Regions from separate parts of the Anser cygnoides genome. Here region 2 is linked to region 1. Evidence: chromatin contacts called from public Hi-C data. All regions are on one chromosome and are shown on one strand. The core of a region is the stretch at or near the end of the contact, and the rest is flanking DNA. Distances in the headings are between cores, read along the strand shown.

Region 1 (2,700 bases), core at 34-2,533:
TACAGCCTGGCTTGCTGCTAGGAAGAGCAGCTGCCAATTCTGCAGCATAATTGTATTTTGTCTGCAGGAAATTGGTTCCTTTTGCTTCACTCCAGCCCACTCGGAAACCCCAGGCAGGTCTGTGCTTTAGAAACTACTAAAGCTAGCAGGGGGCGTGAGGGTGAGAACATGCCCAGCGGTCCCACCCGTGCCCCCTCGCCCTCCGCACGCAAACATTTTTCTCTAGGACAGTGTCTGACAAACCAGTTGGCAGCAGAAAGGACTTTCACTGGTGAAGAGAGCAGCTCTGGTGGCACGTAGCAAGGCGAATAACTCCCGGTCCTCTGGAAGGATCAGGAACTCCGGCAATGCTCCCACTAATTACCACGTTGATTAATTACCACGTTGCAGCACAGAAGCCTGGGGCAGGGGGAAGGAATGGATGTTGGTGGCACCGTGTGCTCTGAACAGACTTGCAGTTCTCAACGAGAAGCTGCCTTGTTCATGAAAGGCGACAGATTTACAGCTCCCAGAGGCTCCATTTAGCCACGGAACAGGAACGGCAGCAGCCAGACAAGCTCCCACAGCTACGCACACCTGCACAGCCCAAAACAGGTACCCCTCAAAGTATATGCCCCCCCAAAAGAAGCCAGCACAGGTATTTTCACGGATCATCATGCAGCAGGTGCTGGGCCCTAGCAAGGAACAGAGACTTGCAGCTCTTCCTGATCTGAGACCTCAGAAATCCGACCGAGCAGCATCTCGCTCTGGGCAAGGACCGGGCAGGCTGACAGCTCAGGTGATACTTGCAGGCAGATGACAGCGAGCCTGAAATTCGCCTCCACACCGCAGGTCCTGCTCCACCGAGCACTGCACACGGTGCCTTTCAGGTGGCTCAGCGTCGCTGCTGGGAGGAGAGGATTGATCTGCTTCCAGCACGCTGGCAGGGAACAGCTGCGGGTTTACAGAGCGCGGTGATTCACACGGGGATGGCAGGCCATGAATCAGAGAGCAATCAGGGCTGCCTCCTGTTTGATCTATCCTTCCCAGCCCCGAGCAGAGCTGGTGGCACTGGCTGGCCCTTGCAAGCTCACCGACTCACCCAGCGAGCTGCTCCCTCACCACGCTCGCCAGTTACAGCTGGGGTAAGGCTATGGGCGACAAGACCCGAAAAGCACAGCACCTTGGCGAACACGGGGGGCCGCCGGGCCCCAAGCAGCGTTCAGTGGCGTGGGCAGGGGCCCCTGGCCTCAGTCATCCTGATAACAGACCCTCAGAAGTGATACGGAGCACTCTCGAAAGCAGACAAGAGCAAGCAACGTTAATTAACACGCACAGCTGCATTCTATTTCAAAACACGGAGGCAAAGGTCTGTTCTGAATCACCCAGATAATTATAAACGAGCTCTCCAGTGAACAGAAAACAGTGAGGCTTGCCACAGGGGTGTATTTACAGATGCATAAAAACATATTAATTAGACATGAGCTTGATAACAGGAAATGTTTTTCTAATTGAAAAAGTGGCTAAAAGACCAAAAGCACTTCCATAACGAAGTCCATTTGCTCCAATCCAATAGACAGTAGCTTCATCAGGAAGCTAAATTTAAAAAGAAATCTGGGAAAGAAACGCAGTGTAATTTAGTCACACAACCAAAAGAGGTATTTTGACGTTTATTTGCCAGAAATCAAGAGCAAGTTCCTACTGTGCTCACACATCACAACCTAAGTGTCAATGAGAAATAACGCTCTAAAACAAAATGCACAAAGGTGGGAGGAAAAAAAACATGGGAAAAACTCAGTGCTCAGCCTGCCGTGTCTGACCCCAAGCCACAGCCTCCCAGGCGGGTTAAGACCATGCGGTGCACGAGTGCAGGGGGCACTTCGAAAGTGAAACCCTTCCACGGCCTGATTTTCTTGGGCTCTCACCTTACTGATCCCGACAGTAAGGATGACAGTTCATCCTTAGGACAGGCGGGACAACAGGAACGCACCAGAAGCCGAGCACCTCCAGCTCCGGGTGCTGAGCTCTGCACGACACAAGCACCGCACAAACGGCTGTTTGGCTGCACTGAGGCACCCAAAATCTCAACGGCAGGGCTCGCTCTGCGATCCCACGTCAGAGCACTGTATTCTTCCTCGCAGACCCAAAGGCATATACAGGCACGCACCTCCATCTCAGCTCAGCAAGCACGTGGCAGGCACACACGCACACTCCTGCTGGCTAGACATTCATTTAGTCATCGCAGACTCTGCTCGGTACATCTGCCTCGACTTGCACAGGTACAGTACTTAATTAAACAGCAAAGAAATCCAGGGCTGCAGGCTTTTTCTGTAGACCCTGCCCTGCAGCAGCATCTGACGGATGGTAAAGAAACGATGCCAAAGCAAATGAAATAGCTCACAGGCCATTAAAAGCAACCAAAAAGAAAAGAAAGAAAAAAAGAAAAAAAATAAATCAATACTTAAAAACAATGAATGATGGCAAGAAAAATGGCATCTGATGTGTCAGTGCTGTCTCTTTTATAGATAATTGTTATGAACTGGGGCAAAAGAGAAGGTCCTACACCTCACACTGCACTCATCCCCATAACAAATGCCAGCAGTAAGCCAAGGAGAAGTGTAGCCCATCACACAAGAACGATGTGCTGAAGGAAATCCTGCTGCACCTACGCTGCTACTAAAGCGCAGCTCCCAGATGGCTGCAAATCCAACATTACCTGCC
Region 2 (2,700 bases), core at 106-2,605, 620 kb after region 1:
TTTGCCAAAAAATGTCTTCTTCAATCAGCTGTGTTACACCATGAGTTACCTATCAGCTCTACAATAAATGTGTACTTAAGGGTCATGATCTGCCTCTAGGAACGGTGCAATGACTCTTATGCTTATGACCTTCCCTTGTGAAAGTAGTCACATTAATGTAAATGGGAATGTTGCCTGAAGAGGAGCTGAAAAAACTGAGTGAAGGGTCAGGATCTGGCTGGTGTGATGATTCATATGCATTGGGTCCTACATATACATCCATTCCAGCTGTACCACTGGAATTTAGGACATCGTCTCAATCACTTTCTAATGGTGAAGAGTGCAAGACATGCTCCTCTGCATGTCCTTGTACTAACAGGCAGTTAGATATATGCCTGCCATCTGTGAATATGCCTGGAAATATTTTTTAGTATGACACTACTAAAGTGTCATACTAAAGATTTTGTCATAAGTCTCAGCTAATAATTAAAGAGTCATTATAGTTATCTCAGGTTCTACGAGAACCACAGTATTCTGCATAGAAAAATGTTTCAGTTTAGTGTTGGGGTACTGAGAGTCATCTGTTTCCAGTACATCATCAAGAACATTTTCTTTCAGCCTACTATGCTGCGCTACCCTGGGATTTATAATAAGGCATATCAAGGGGCACCGTCCTGAGGCAGTAATGGACTACAGTTTCTAATTTTTGCCTGGGACTTACATCAGGAAATTAGTATCTCAGTGGCTGAATATCTCTAAGTTTATTTTTGTGTAATGTAAATTGTATCCTACTTCTGATTCTTAACCCCACCATTGTTATGAGGCATGTTTTATAGAGAGGAAGGTCATACAAGTTCTGACAAAGCAGCTACGATGCTTTGCTTTATTTGCAGGCATTAGGGTTAGTGTGGTTTATTTTCTTCTTATGATGCAGTGGGATGAAGCTTATCATTTCTAATGGGTTGAAAGGTCTTGTGTATTTAGAGCACTTGGAATATGTCATTGCACGTCAGATCTGTGCCCTTTCTGGTTATTTTAAATCTGTTCCAAACCATCAGGTTCCTCTTCTTGGGATTACCCTAGTTAGGGTTTACTGTTGATTATATTGTGTAAACACATTGCACCAGATAACTCCCATTCAGAGAGGGGGAAAAAAAAACTCTCGAAGGTTTTAAATTGTAGAATTTGTTAATGCTGTTTTGTCAGAAAAAGCACAAAGACAAAAGGTTTCTGGGGCAATGAGCTGGGGTTATTACTGAGATCCAGTGCAGCAGCTGATAGGGCAATATGCTCATTGGCTGGTGTTCCCCTTCTGAAGAGAAGCTGGGAATATTTTTCTAACTCATCCATTATTGTGAAGGGAGGCACCGTTTTGAGGATGAAATCCAAAACTTGATAGCAAAATTCCTGCTCAGTGAAATATTTTTTTCTCCCATGCATATTTTGCTGTAGATAACTTCTGTATAGTTACACACAAGTTCCTGCAAAAGATACGTGCCTTTCCATGGAAACTTTAAAGATACAGGACAGTATGAAGATGAATGCTGCAGGAAAAACAACGAAGTCCCACATATGAATAAGTAATGTATTCCTAGAACACAGACCACCAACTTTGAGATCACTTCATTATCCAAGCCACATTCTCCCAGTGGAATTCCTGCTGAGCAAAAGGATTTTCAAGGAAAGCTCTTTGCAGCCTCAACAAACTTCATCATTTTAGAAATGACACTTGTGTCTGAGTGCTTTCCAAATGAAAGGAAACAGAAAAAAAAAGTCTCAAGACGTTTTGCTTACCTGGTGCATTATAGTTAATTTTGCCCTTTTTCCTGCATTTTAGTTGGGCAATCAGTTTCTTGGGAAGTTTTGTGGGTTTTACAAAATGTGAAATCATGTGTTGCTATTTATAACTGCCCTGGGTTGTGAAAGCAGATGATTTATCACAGAGCACAGAGGCTGATGTAAACTGTTTGCAGACAATAGTGTTGGGTAGAGGGATAGTGGAAATGTCCTTTCTACTGCAACGTGTAGATTTTCAGACCTGCAGAAGATGCAGAGTGTTGTGAAAGGACACAGCAAAAGCATGAAATGAAAAGAGCTGTGTGTGTAATGGACGCTATGAGTCACATCACCTGTTAGCAGTTACAGCACCTGTAAGTAGATCAGATCTTGAAGCTGAGGTAAATGGCCACCAGTGGATATTGTGTGGGCATCGGTCAGGTGTCAACAGCTAGGGAGAACTCAGATCTGCTTAGCTGTGGTTTAGCTGTTTGGCTCTGCCCTGCAGCAGGGGGAGGCAATGGGTGACCTCCTGAGGTCCTTTCCTGCTCTTATTACTCTAATTCCAAAAGCTAAATGTAAATAGCCCGTGTTAAACCAAAAAAGCCATCAGGTGAAAGATGATGGCTCAGACAAAACCACTCGTAGCTCAAATGCTTGCTTTTGTTAGTGTAACCACAACAAAGCTGAAATAAAATCAATGGTGCATAGAAACATTTATGAAGGAAAACCTCAGTCTCACAATTATTTCTTGTATTAGTGAAAGATAATGGAATAAATGTGGAAATGGATGTACTTACATGGGAGAGAGAAAATAAAAAGATACTTAAGTGAAATACTGCCATTTTGTCAGTTTGGCTAATTGCCATACCAGTATGAACACGGACTATAAAAGCAGCACTGGCAATTCCTTCATTGCTTGGGTGCTTGAGCTCTATGAAGTAA

Evidence for each region. Hi-C and Micro-C count contacts between places; a contact is called where the count stands out from the background.
Region 2: a contact with region 1 is called in a Hi-C map of liver, with 8 times the contacts expected there. The contact joins two enhancer-like sites. A contact is called at or near these places in 2 of 7 Hi-C or Micro-C datasets (both in liver).

Annotation. Positions count from the first base shown.
Region 1 is chr5:20,361,463-20,364,162 of Taihu_goose_T2T_genome, forward strand. All of the region lies in intron 2 of CD151 (CD151 molecule (Raph blood group)), which reads right to left. Among named protein-coding and RNA genes, the nearest start is that of CD151, 16 kb to the right of the region's middle. Within about 2 kb of position 1,284, at least 2 of the 3 cell types and tissues checked have open chromatin away from gene starts, as enhancers often do. A contact at or near this core is called in liver, where this site is marked.
Region 2 is chr5:20,983,231-20,985,930 of Taihu_goose_T2T_genome, forward strand. All of the region lies in intron 1 of LOC125182190 (a long non-coding RNA gene), which reads left to right. Among named protein-coding and RNA genes, the nearest start is that of EGLN3, 18 kb to the right of the region's middle. Within about 2 kb of position 1,356, at least 2 of the 3 cell types and tissues checked have open chromatin away from gene starts, as enhancers often do. A contact at or near this core is called in liver, where this site is marked.